Regions from separate parts of the Mus musculus genome. Here regions 1 and 2 are each linked to region 3. Evidence: chromatin contacts called from public ChIA-PET data. All regions are on one chromosome and are shown on one strand. Each heading gives the region's core, a stretch centred on a gene start, on an enhancer-like site or on the middle of the called end of the contact. The rest is flanking DNA. Distances are from core to core; before and after follow the strand shown. Region 1 holds the start of Slc25a30 (solute carrier family 25, member 30). Region 2 holds the start of Tpt1 (tumor protein, translationally-controlled 1). Region 3 overlaps Lcp1 (lymphocyte cytosolic protein 1).

Region 1 (4,237 bases), core at 1,375-3,874, 590 kb before region 3:
TCTGCTCGTTCGGAGATGGACAGGGCAGTTTTGCCCCAGAGCAGGCTGAGCTCAGGGCAAGGTCACCACTGCCTCTGAGCAGGACCATTATCTCGACAGAAAGAGTTAATCATAACAAGCCTTAGCTGCAAACTGTGGATGCCAGTTAGGACTGGTGGTTGTGCTGGTCTGACTCAGGCAAGGCCATGGCTACTTCAAGGTCAGGGTGTTGCAAACCATGATAAGCATTAGTTGCAATTACCCCAGTGTGGCGGGACATTGAACCACTGCCCGACAGCCTGCATAGAACTCCCCATCTCTAGAGACACTTAGAAAGTCACTGTCAAGGTAGTTCTGCCCACTGTCTCATCTACCATGGCTTTCTTGAATTACACTTTAATAACTCCACTTTTGCCTTTAGTCTTTGGTGAATTCATTCACAGCCCACAGGTCGCTAGCCTGTCACTGTCACTCCTGTCACAGAGTCAGCGGCTTTGTGTAGAGTATAGAACAGAAGGACTAGATAAATGTGTAAATGCAAGGGGAATAGGAATTTTCTAGCTTAGACGAAAGAGACAGAGAAAGGAGGAGGCTAGATTGGAACCCATGGTATAGGCGTCTAAATTAGAGATATCCATCACTCGGGATTTAAAAGTATCTGGGGAGGGTGGTGAGATGGCTCAGTGGTTAAGGATACTTGCTGTTCTTCTAAAGGACTTGGGTTCAGTTCCCAGCACTCACATAGCAGCTTATAATCATCTGTGCTCCTATTCTAGGGGGTCTGATGCCCTCTTCTGACTTCTGTGGACACCAGACATCCATGTGGTGTCCATAGAGGTCATGATCACACGTGAACGAACACACATGCACTTGCACACACATGCACACGAAATATTCATAACATAAGCAGGAATAACTAAACCTAAGAACAATTTAAAAAATATCTGCGGTGAGAGGCATATTGTTTGTGAGGGTAACACTGATGGTCAACCTGACAGATCTAGAATCAAGGTTCCTGGGATACCCATGAGGTATTATCTAGATTAGGCATGCCTGTGAGGGATGTGTGGGGGCAGGGAAACTGAAGTGGGAAGACTCCCCCTGAATGTGGCCAATACCTTCTATCAGAAGCTGATATACAAGGAGCCCCAAGGGAAAACCCTTTGCTTGCTTGCCTTTGCCTCTTGCTAGTGAGCGCTTCTGTCATTGCTTCTAAATTCCTTTGCTGGCACCAGAACCAGGCTTCATTGGCTCTCCAAGATGGACTGAAGGCCATTGGTTCTACAGGAGCCTTGGCATCAGATTGGGACTACTGAGGCACCCAGGCTGCTGGTATGAGCAGCTGCCAGGTCCCCCAGCCTTTTCACATTGCAGGCAGCCATCCTTGGACTGACTACCCAGACCATATCATGTGAGGTGGCTGAATAAATCCCCTTTGAATATAGTCATTATATTGGTTCTTTTTCTAAAGAGAACCCAACTACACTGTTTTATGTTATGTGACACAATATAAAAGGAAACACACAGAAGAACTTTATAACAAAACTTTCCAAGGACAATCGGCAAGGACTATTGAGAACTGGTTTTGAGAACTGGTAGGCATTGTGCTGGAGAGCAGAGAGTGCTAGACGATAAAACATCCCCAGGACACAGAAGCAAGGGCTTCCAAGAAACAAACCCAGCAGTCCACATCCGTTTTCAATGCAAAGAGGAGGGGCTTTGTTGAGGAGATAGGAACCTTGAACAAGCCGCATCTTGCTCTATGCACCTTGCTCCGTAGGTAACAATGACAAACTGGCAGAGTGCATGTCCAGAAATGAAGGAAGTCTTGTGAATATCCGCCATTGTTCTAAAGGTTTCTAAATTTAATCACGAGGAAATAATCCCACGAATCCAGAACTTGACAAGACAATTGGTCTGGACCGCAACTATGCCAAAGTTAAGAAGAGTTTAGGAAACTAGAGGCTCCGGTCAGATTGTAAATAAATAGCTAATGAAAAAAAGAAAAAGAAAACGAGAGCTCTGGTTTAAGAAGTTTACGAGAGGTGAATTCAGATGCATTGGGTTGATTTTTAGTAGCTCCCGAGTTTCCTGTGCGCATGTGTGGATGACCTTTTGAGACAGCAAGGGGATATAAATATTATCATATTTATATGGGATATGATTGAAAATGTACTCAGTCTCTTGTATATGATAAGTGGTAATTTTTCAAGAGTTCGGTGTGAAAGGAATAGACACAGAAAGAATGCAAGAGTTGCGAAATGCTAGCGTTGGTGAGTCTGGGCTCTCAGTTTTCAGTCAGCACATTTCAAATTATAAAGCTCTATGTTAAAAACAGTGAACGCAAGATGATTCTTTGCGACTGCCGAGGTTCTGGGAGACACGGAGAAGCCCCTCTGAAGAAGAGTCTGTGGCTTCCCGGCTTCCCCTTCACAGACCGAAGGCAGTGGGGAGCAGCGAGCAGCCCGCAGCTCGGTTCCCAGCAGTGAGAGCCTGAGAACCCCAGTCTGGTTGCTTCTGGGACCCGCTCTTCCTGGGTCTCCTTGGCTGTGGCTGGAGGCGTGGCCTTGAGGGAGCCGGTGTCGACAGTGACCAATGAGAACGTGGTGTGGGCGTGTCCGGGCGAGAAGCGGGCGGAGCCGTTCCCGGCTTGGGCCGCGCCCGCCGTTCGGCGGCCTTTTCTTCCGCTCCCGCACCGAGGTGCTCCCAGGCGGCTGCACTGGCTCCGAGGAGTAGCAGGAGGAGCTCCGCCGCGGGGTGAGTTCCCGGCCGCGCTGCTGCCTTGTGGACCTGGCCAGAGAACCGCTGCGGCGGGTTTGCTCCGGGCTGAAGTGCGCTGGGGTTCGCGGGCTGGGGTTCGGTGGGTACGAGGTTCCGGAGCCCGGGCTCGCTCTGGGACCCGGGCTCGCTCCCGGGTTCTAGTGGTTCTGCGGGATCTGCGGAGGATGGCTGAGGGGGGCGTCCGGGAGGCTCAAGGGTTGCACCCTTTGCTGCGACACTTCTTCCTCCCACCGGTGTGCGCCCCTCCCATCCGTGGGCAGAGACGGTGCAGCTTCAGCACCCGCGAGCTCAGTACCCGGGATAGGGCTCTTCATCCATTGAATTGCTGGTGTAGGGCTGGGGATGTTGCTCAGTGGTTGAGCTATTTATTGTATACAGGGTCCCGGGTTCAATCATCAGCGTTGCTAAATAGGCGGTTAATAAACAATGTCCATTTTCTTTAAGGTAATGGGGCGCGCGCGTACACACACACACACACACACACACACACACAAATTGCTCGTGAAACAACAAGCTAGGTTGCTGCTTGCGAGTTCGCAAGAACCTGTCAAATGAATTGCTCGAAAAGTTAACGTGCTAATGCGTTTTAAAGGCTTTTTAGGTGTAATTTCAGGCAAAACACTCAGTAGTCAGGATTGTTCTTGCCTAAGAATAGCAAAACAATGCTAGAACGAACGCCCTTGTAGATTCTACATTCGGAGATGTGTTAGTGTGAAGCTGAAAGGCATGGATTTAGATCTTAGCAGTGGCACTGCCAACTTTTGTAACATGGGCTTAATTATCTCGTGAAAAAATGGTACTATTTCTAAAATGTTTTTAAAACACCATATTTCATAAGTATGTGTTGAGTTTGGTTTTTTCTTTTTTTTACCTGTACACTTAAAAAAAGATTCACCCAGTCTTATTTATGTGTCTGTGAGTTTATATGCGAAGTACTTTTGGAAGTCAGAATGCATCAGATTCTCTAAAACAGGAGTTCTAAGCAGGTGTGAGCCACTTGATGTGGATAGTGGGAATCGAACCCTGGTCCTCTGGAAGAACAGGCTGAGCCATCTCTCGGCCCCTCACTGTGTGCTTTTAATGAAGAATAGGAATAGGAAAGGCTTATGAAAAGACAGTGTAATGGGGGAGAGATTTATGAGAACACGAAGGGAAGAGTATGTGATTACGGTTTAAGACTGTACACTGAAAGAACAGACCAAAATGAAAATGATTTATTAATTATATAAGAGGAACTTGGAGAGCCCGCAGAAGTACTAGCAGTGCCAATTTTAAAGAATAATCGTACAAAGCAGTGAGTTTCATCACACTGACTTCATAGCTTTGTTTCTCATCCTACCCACCCGCCCCCTCCCTCCATCGACTGCCTGCCCAGTTAGAGCCCTTCTACTTTCTTTTTTTTCTCATTTTTTAAAATATTTTTTATTATGTATTTTCCTCAATTACATTTCCAATGCTATCCCAAAAGTCCCCTATA
Region 2 (4,264 bases), core at 57-2,556, 650 kb before region 3:
GTAATTCCTATATTACCTTTAAAGTAACTTTCTACCGGCTTGCTCACATTATTGAAAATCAACCTTCACTGTATAACAAAAGACCCTCCTTTCTTAAGCCCTTCCTACCTAAGCAACCAACTTCTTCTAGGAAGCTGACCACCAAAACGGGGTGTTTATGTCACTTACGATTTCATGTAGTCTTTGATGTACTTTTTGTAAGCCTCTTTTGTGAAGCTGGTTTCTTGTAAGTGATGGTTCATGACAATGTCAACACCGGTGACTACTGTGCTTTCGGTACCTTCGCCCTCCGGACCTTCAGCGGAAGCATTTCCACCGATGAGCGAGTCATCGATGGCACCCTCTGTTCTACTGACCATCTACATTTAGAAGAAAACAAAACAAAACAAAAAGACAATACAACTTAGTCGAAGGGGCAAAAAAAAAAAAAAAAAAAGAAAAAAAGAGAAAAAAAAAAAAAGGTCCGGCAACGATCAGTCAGCTCCCTGAAACATCTTAACCTCCCCCCAAATAGTCGCTGCCCGGACTGAGAGAGGTGGTCACTCTCATCAAGCGGAACCAAGTTGCTGTGGCCTCTCTCGAGTCGCCACGGGTTAAGCGCGCACAGCGCAAACCTGTCTTATAGACAATATGTCCCCGTTCGCCCGGAAAGAGGATGGCGCTGAGTTCGCGGACCTATTTCCAGGCTCGGCTCCGCCTCCACTTTTCTAGAAAAACCCAAGGTCCGCAAGAGCGTCTCCTCCGCCTGGAGGCGGCAGCGAGGATTGCACGAGTTCCAGCGGCCTCCCCGCGGCGCCCAGCCCAGCCCGGCCCGGCTCGGCCGACCCGGCAGGCAGGCGGCCAGCCTCCCCGCGCGCGGCGCCCCGCTCACCTTGCCCTCCACCTCCAGGCACAGCCCGTCCGCGATCTCCCGGATCTTGTAGATGTCGGAGAACAGCTCGTCATCTGAAAGCGAACAGAGAGAGCCGCCCGTGAGCGAGCGAAGGCCCGCCATTTCCCGCGCCGGGCTCGGCGCACGCGGCGGCTCCCGGCCCAAGCTCTGCGCTCGTGTCCCCGGCCTCCCCGGTGCCCACCCGCACCCAGGCCCGCGGGCGCCGGGACTTACGGCTGATGAGGTCCCGGTAGATGATCATGGTGACGGCTGGGGACGGCGGCGCTAGCCTGACAGCGCGGAAGCGAGCGCGGTGCAGCCGGAGCGGCGCGCGGGGGGAGGGGGGAGCGGGCGGAAAAGGCCGACGCGGGCGCTCCCCAACCTCATATAGAGGGCACGCTCGGCTACGTCACCGTCCGCGGCTCCCCCGGAACTGTCGTCAGCGGTGACGTGAACGCAGGGCGGTGCGGGGGCGTGGCTACGCCCGGCCGGCCCCGGGAGGGCATCCGGGGACTCTGCTGGGACACAATGCGGAGTGCCCCTGGGTGCGCGGGGCAACGGGGGCGGTGTGCGGATAGTGCGCCCGGGGCATGCTGGGACGGGAAGGGACTTGCGGCCGACCGATGGCCGGACGCTTGAGTCGCCGCCCGGGCGTGGCCAGGGTGTGACTGCGCCCCGCCTCCCGCCACGCCGCTTCAGTTCCCACCCCTTTCTCGGAAAGAAAATGTCAGCAGAATCGGATGACTGTTGTCGGGCGCGCCGCTGAGCCTGCGGGGACTACGGGGATGGCGCCGGGCTGGTGTCCCGGGTCTCCGACCTCCGGTCCTTGGCTGCCCACAGACTGCACCGGTTTTGCTCGCGGAGGGAGATGTCCTGGGGACTGGTCCTCTAGTGGGTTCCGAAAGTGAAAGCCTGCGGTGGGTCTGGCCGGACAGCTCTTCGCTGGCCTGTTCTGCTCTTGGTCGCAAACGGTGTCCTTTGTTAGGACAGTTCTGTATTGTCACTTTTATCCCTTTTATTCCTGGCGATGCAGGACTAAACAGACCCAAAATAAGGAGCTTCCCACTTGCCCGGGTCACTTGAAGGGCTTTCGCATCCACCACGAAGTACAACATACAACTTCCGAGACCCACCGTTCAGGTAAACATGTATGGCAGGATGAAATCACAGTTTCTTCCCTTCCAGATTTGGTTATAGTCCGTTGTAACCCTAGTGTTGCAATTTTCTCGCTTAAGAAGGACATAGCCAGCCCTGCCTGCCCTCGGACAGAAGGTTAGGTTAGTATGTCAAAGGAGAAGGCAGTTCACACTAACAAAGTGTTACAAGCACAGAGTAAACCATTCAGGAATAAAACTCTAGCCAAAGAGCAGAAGAAAAACCGTCCACTTAAGATGCGGTGGTCTGCTGCTTTCCTAGATACTCTAAAGGACACGGGGTAACAGTAAAAAAGTGAAGGACATCAGAAAACGTAGACATAGAACCGAGGGGCTATGACTTAGCAGTCTCAAAACTCAGTTATTTCTGAGTTATGTGAATCTTATTTGCACATCCCAGGTATTCATTTTCAAATTATTCAAAAATGCTCATTTACATAGATCCCCAAACATATTCTTTTTGGATTTTTCTGTTATTTTCTCCAGTTTTATGCCCAAATGTATTTTTTTAACATCATTAAAAATTTTTTTTTGTTTTTGTTTTTTCGAGACAGGGTTTCTCTGTATAGTCCTGGCTGTCCTGGAACTCACTTTATAGACCAGACTGGCCTTGAACTCAGAAATCCGCCTGCCTCTGCCTCCCAAGTGCTGGGATTAAAGATGTGCACCACCACCGTCCGGCTCATTGAAGAATTAAAAAACAAAAAAAAACAAAAAAAAAAAACAAAAAAAAAAACAAAACCATGGTGAAAGAGAGCTGAAGATTTGAAGCTAAGCAGTGCTGGCATCTTGTCTGTGTTACCAGTCCCACGATCTCAGGAAGTTCACCCTCTTTGAGCTTTAGTATGAAATGGAATTTCTGTGAATTTAATAAGATGAGTGAGAGGCTGACATACTTAACAGGTGATAAATAATATGTGGGATATGTATGCAATTCCCGATTTTTTTTCATAATATTCCTGAAGTTATTACTGTCAGGTCCAAAAGCCTTTTGTTCAGTTAACCTCTCCTCTCACCTCCTCTGCTTGCATAGCCCAAACCAGTCTTGAACTGATTTCGGAGGCCAGACAGGCCTGGAAATCAAAATTCTCCTGCCTTAGCTTCAATAGGGCTAGGATTACAGGTGTGAGCCAACCATTCTTATCTCAGAATACCATTAATAGTGAGAAAAGCCTTACAGGCTGGAGTAGAAAGTATCACTCAGGATGTGGTCTCGTGATTAGAACATAGGTGAATTTGGAACACTCCTTGGGTCAGAAAATGGATAAAGAACCAGGCAACCTGGACTATTCCTTTGAGAAAATGTGATATTCTCTCATTCTCCCGCCCCCCCCCCCGCCCCCCACATCTGCTTTCTCAGTCCTGGGACAAAGACATGCATAGCATCTGACACCACAGTGCTTTTTAAATCAAGGTTGAGAAAACTAAGTGACTAGTGAGTAACTATGAAAATGAATGAAGGGGAGGACTAGCTGTATTGCAGCACACATAATCCCAGGGATGCAGAGGTGAAGACCAGAGGAGCAGGAGTTTGAGGCCCTTTTCAGCCACACAAGTTCTAGACTATGTGAGAGCTTGTTTCAAAAATAAATAATTAAATAAATAATAAAAAAAATAGAATAGCATTTCTGTGATTATTCCCTTATTCTGAGAGTGCCTAATGACTCTGTTCAAATACACATTTTTGGGGGGTGGGGTTCGAGACAGGATTTCTCTGTGTAGCCCTGGATGTCCTGGAACTCACTTTGTAGACCAGGCTGGCCTTGAATTCAGAAATCCACCTACCTCTACCTCCCAAGTGCTGGGATTAAATGAGTTGGGCCAACACTGCCTGGCTCAAACTCTGAATGAAAAAAAAAAATACAGTGAATCCAGCTGGACATGGTGGTACTGCACTCCTTTAATTTCAGCACTAGGGAGGTAGAAGCAGGCAGAGCTGAGTTGAAGACCAACCTGATCTACACAGAAAAACCCTGTCTTGAAAAAACAAAGGAAAAAAAAAAAAGACACAGAAGACAATGGACCATAGTAAAAGTAAACAGTGTGTGCTACAGTATGGGGAAACTGGCCTCCGGCCTGGCAGTAGCAAGTTCCAGGCAAGCGTGCCCATCACCAGTAGTCAAGGGGGGCTGGACTGTAGTTTAAGGGCCCACGGTGGAACTATAATGATCCAGGTGAAACTGTAGTGTAGTGGTCAGATCAGTGACCGGTACTCTAATGGACAGCGGGACTTATCTAG
Region 3 (4,728 bases), core at 705-3,204:
GACTTACACAAATCATTGTGTTTCTTTTACCTTCATGCTGAGCAGGACCTAGAAAAACAGCTCCACTTTTAGAGACTGGAGCATCAGATGAAGTTTATTACAGTTTTCTGATTTATGCACGGGGTAAACTGTCATGCAACCACGTGAAATGCTTTGTGCACAAATGCTCCAAGGCCGTTCCAGTTGGTGTTCCCAATACAGAGAAGAGAAGAGAGAGGGTGAAGTTACCCCTAAAAGTCTCAGTGACTTTGACAGAGAGGAGACTCTTCAGCTAATTAGACCAAGTGCGGTGTGGAAAGGAGAGTGCTTCCCCAGCGTGGGGCAGGACATGATTAATGTTCTAACATGCACACCAGCCATGTCTAAGAAGGACATCGCTGCAGTAGTGTCTAATTTTAGATATCGTACATAGTTTATGTGTTTGCCTGAGGGGACTGTGCCCATTTTCATTCCTGCAGTTAGAAGGAGTGGACTATCTTATCACCACCTATTATCCAGGTCCTCAGGGGAAGGTGTCGCTTTGCAATACTAGCACCATATAGGCAGCAGTAAAGGCTCCTACTTGGGTATCAGGAGCCCAAAAAGAAAGAAGGCACGTGTCTTCCAGGGCACGAGGGAGTACTTTCAATTGAGCTTTACAGACTCTGTTGTGAGTATGGTTCATACTATTTATTCTTTTTGCTTCTAGGGCCTATATATATTAATCATGTGTTCTTCCACTGAGCTATATCCCCAGACCCTGCCCGTGCCTTACCTTTTGGTAAAACATTTAATTGTATTTTATTTAGTGTGGGGGAGTGTATGGCTGTGGGTGTGTTACATCGAACAAGTAGGGGTAAGAGGAAAACTCGAATGAGTCCGTTTCTCTTCTTTCAGCATGTGGGGACCCAGGGATCCAACTCCGGTCGTCAGGCTGAGTCCCAATCACCTTTACCTGCTGAGGCATCTCACCAGCTCACGTGTCCCTTTCTAATGACCACACCAACTAACAATGCTCTGCCAGGAAGCATTTCAACTAGCAGTAAGCTCAGGACCTTCCCTTATGGATCCCTACCCAAACCATTAGATCTAAGAGAACGAATCTCAAATCATTTCTCTGGGTCACTTCTGCTTTCCCGTGGGGACTTTGGCCTTTTCGATCCATCGCCATAGAATCCCAAGACAGTTGGCTAAAGAGATCGCTAGGTTTTTTTTTTTTTTCTGTTTGTTGTTTACTTAATTTTAAAACTAGCTCAATACCTCCCCAGCTGCCGAAGCCACAAAGTCTGCTCCTTCTCGACAGACAACAAGGTTTGTGAGAATGAGTTATTACCGAAGAATTTTGACTCAAATTGCCCAAGGACCAGATGCAGAAACCGCGTGTTAGGTGTTTACCACAGATCACAGTGCTGAGGGATTTGCAGAAGAACACGGCTCCTCTAAGTGAGTGTGGACTTAGGAGTGGGGATTTCTCAGGTTTCAGAACTGATTGTGAAAACAGCAGAAAGAGGGGGGCAGCGGCCTGTCCCGGTGTGGTGACGCAGGCTACTCTGGGTGCATCAGTGTTAAGGTTAGGGACAGTAGTGACCAGTTATCCACCTGCTAGAGTCCCAGGCATCTGCCACCTCGTATCACAGGATCAAGGCACACTTCTGCCTGTGCCCCACTTTCTCTGCAATCTGACTCTGTAGGTGAAGGAAAACTGGAAACTTCTGACTCTTGGTCCCAGTTGCATCTGAGCAACCTCAGGGGATCTCAGCATCCACCAGGGGGATGACAGAGCTTCCGGAGACCTCCGAGAACGGTGAACGATCAGAAACGCACTGTCTAAGCAACACAGGAGCTACCGGGGCTGACAGTAGCTTAAGGTGACTAAGATATGAAGCAAAGATGTGACACGGTTCTGTAGCCAAAGAAAACATTCGTACAGTTTAAAAGGGTGAAAGCTGCTTGCCGACTCTGCTTCACAGGAACACCCTTAGGAGAGCTAACAAAGAATATACCGCAACTTACTCTGTGTCACTGATACGGGTTCCTTATGTTCACCTTTCAGAGAAAGGATGACTCCAAAAACACAGCTTTTAAATGACTTTGTTTTTTTGTTTTTGATTTTTGGGGTTTTTTTTGTGGGTTTTTGTTTTTTTCAATTCAGTTTTAGGGATTGTAGAAATGCCTCAGTGGTTAAGAGCACTGGCTGCTCTTGCAGAGAACCTGGGTTTAGATTTCTAACACCCACATGACAGCTCCCATTTATCTGTAACTCCAGTAACTCCAGTTCCAAGGGACCCAGCTCCCTCTTTTGACCTCCACGTGCACCAGGTGCACAATTGGTACACAGACACACAAGCAGGCAAATACCCAAACATACCTTTTTAAAAATGAATTCAATTACAAATGGTCTCAGATATAAATGGGCACTTAAAGGGAATCTTACAAATCCTTCTATCAAGTTTAACCTCAAATTTGACTTTTTTTTTCTGCCAATGCACCAGTTTCCCACAGGCTGTTCTAGGGCACCGACACCTTTCTTTCCAGCCTCTGACCTGAAGGCCTTAGGGGAGAAGACAAAGGAGGCCTGTCACCCGTGAAGCTGCAGCTGGGCCGACACTGCTAGGAAAGCCAGCAGGTCCCAGCACTCTAGCCTGCTCACCACGCTCTGAAAGCCTCTAGAAGTTGGCCATTCAATCAAGGGGCTTCTGAGGTTACAGGGACAGGTCCCAGCCCCATCTCCAACTCAAGAGACTGCACGGCCCCGCCTGTCCTTTCTTGAACATCCCTAATACCCCTGCTCTCTACCAAGATAACCACCCCAAGCTTTGTAAGCAAGGGTGATACACCAGGCTGGAGTCTGAGGGTACTATAGTACACTGGCACCCCTCTTCTTGCTTAGGCTACAGTGCTACCCATGGTACTGGCCTCTTGGGAATCCACAGCTACTGTTCATCTTGCTCTAGGACAGGGATTTTTAAGAACCATGCCCAAAACGTTTGTTCAAAGAACTGATATCGATCAATCTAAAGTTATCGTCTGAATATACACCACCATTCACTCATCCAGGAATGAAATCCCACCTAGTTGTTTCTGTATAAAGCTCTGCTCTAGTTGCTGAGAGATGCAGAAAGAGGAACAAGAATGGGAGCCCCAAAGGCTAGTGCTTCATGAAGCCCACGCTTAAACGTCAAGTCTTGAATGTAACGCGTAGATGATGATTAATGTAATAGTGGGATTTCCTGGAGTGGAAAAGGTTAAACACAGACCTTTGCAAATTAAAGGAAAAAAAAAGGAGCAGAGAGGAGGCCTATCTAAAATGAAAATAGCATGGCAGGCATCGTGACATGGACCCACAAGCCTGTCACAAAGGATACTGAGACAGTAAGCTCTCCTTGAGTTTGAGATCAGCCTTTGCTACATGGCGAAAATTCTAGGCCAGTCAGGACTACCCTGTCTCAAAGTACAGAAATACAGACATACATAACTAAGAATACCAAATACCGAAATCAGCCCACTCAATTCACTAAATGAGTAAGTTTGCCAAATGAGTCTCTACTGGGATAAAAGGCAGGGGGAGTGAGGGAAGGCTGTGTCTGGGCTCTCGTGAGGAGACCCTGCCTCCCTTCCGGCTGTGTAGCATTAACCTCCAGTTTGTTCTCTGGGCCTCAGTTTCTTCATCCCTATATTGACAGGGGGAGTCCCTTCTATGTTAAAAAGTCTCAAGACTTCTCTCAGTAGCTGAGCAGTGAATCTGCAGATTAGAGCCGAGCTTGCAGAGAACAACGTGGTTGGTATGAGTGCCCACCAGAGTAGTGGCTGGACCCCGGAGATGTCTCTTAAGAAGTGAGCAAGTGGGGGAGGGGGCCTGGCTCCCAGGGGCCAGCCACTGTCCCTGTCCTTACCTTTCGTCACACACAGAGCTGTTCCAGAAGATGCATCTCTTTCTGAACCCCAGGTAGATGTCCCTGCTCGGCTGCCCAGTGGAGCAGTTCAGAGCAGCAGAGCTGTCAAAGTGGCCCATGGGACCTATTTTCTGGGATGTCTTCACACACGGCTAAAGAGACGCTGATCCAGTTCATTCCTAGCTTCTAGGCGAGCCAGTGAACAGACTGTCCCAGAAAGAGAACCATCTAGCATTTTCTTTGAAAAGACCCAAATAAGGAAACTCTATAACCTCTCCGGTGTCTCATATCCCTGCCTTGTAACCTAAATCTTTTCTGATACAATTACAGCTCTTCCTATCTTGGACTAATCTTAAACAGAACTATAGGAGCTGGCCAATTCATAAATCTCCCACCTTGGAGATGGTTCGTCCTTTTTAGCTATTAGTTTAGGAGTTTATTTTTCAACCTTTAAATTTGCTTTGCTATGTTCAGCCTTTGTGCCAACTTCCTTAACCAGTGAAGATGAGACTATCAAGGTTGTAAGATAGCCCTTATAAAGAGCCAGGAGATTCCTGAAGGGGTTAAAAACAGCAATACCACATGGTCCAGCTACACCATTACTGGTTATTTATCAAGAGGACAAGAACCCATTGGATTAAGAGATCTACATCCCCATGGAGGACACCCCAAACAGCAGCGCTGTTCTTGGTGGCCAAGAAATGCCAGGCATGGTGGCAGACACTGTAATGTCAGCACCTGGGAAGCCGAGGCAAGACAGTGGGCTACATAGTGAGGTGGTGCCTCAAAGAAAATATGGCGAAGAAACGGAAACAATTTAAATGTCCATTAACTGATGACTCAATAAAGCATCATC

What was found. ChIA-PET counts read pairs in DNA pulled down with a chosen protein or histone mark.
Region 1: an RNA polymerase II ChIA-PET map of effector CD8 T cells shows a contact between it and region 3, with 30 read pairs. The contact joins the promoter of Slc25a30 here to the enhancer-like site in region 3. A contact is called at or near these places in 4 of 115 datasets of contacts at active chromatin or transcription factors (bone marrow-derived macrophages, effector CD8 T cells, embryonic forebrain and 1 more) and 2 of 9 other capture datasets (embryonic tail and pancreatic islet).
Region 2: a contact with region 3 is called in an RNA polymerase II ChIA-PET map of effector CD8 T cells, with 47 read pairs. The contact joins the promoter of Tpt1 here to the enhancer-like site in region 3. A contact is called at or near these places in 6 of 484 Hi-C or Micro-C datasets (B cells, CD4 T cells, CD8 T cells and 3 more), 2 of 115 datasets of contacts at active chromatin or transcription factors (bone marrow-derived dendritic cells and effector CD8 T cells) and 1 of 9 other capture datasets (liver).

The regions. Positions count from the first base shown.
Region 1 is chr14:75,785,424-75,789,660 of GRCm38.p6, reverse strand. It overlaps Slc25a30 (solute carrier family 25, member 30), which reads left to right and starts at 2,624. Exons shown (of 10, transcript NM_026232.3): 1 at 2,624-2,736.
Region 2 is chr14:75,842,298-75,846,561 of GRCm38.p6, reverse strand. Tpt1 (tumor protein, translationally-controlled 1) reads right to left here and starts at 1,306. Exons shown (of 6, transcript NM_009429.3): 1 at 1,106-1,306; 2 at 872-945; 3 at 169-359. The coding sequence starts at 1,133. It overlaps Gm4285 (predicted gene 4285), which reads left to right and starts at 1,598. Exons shown (of 3, transcript NR_045294.1): 1 at 1,598-1,788; 2 at 1,905-2,011; 3 at 2,580-3,644.
Region 3 is chr14:75,189,682-75,194,409 of GRCm38.p6, reverse strand. The region is part of intron 2 of Lcp1 (lymphocyte cytosolic protein 1); the gene reads right to left. Among named protein-coding and RNA genes, the nearest start is that of Cpb2, 50 kb to the left of the region's middle. Within about 2 kb of position 1,954, at least 64 of the 459 cell types and tissues checked have an H3K27ac peak or open chromatin away from gene starts, as enhancers often do. A contact at or near this core is called in B cells, CD8 T cells, Th1 cells and 3 more, where this site is marked.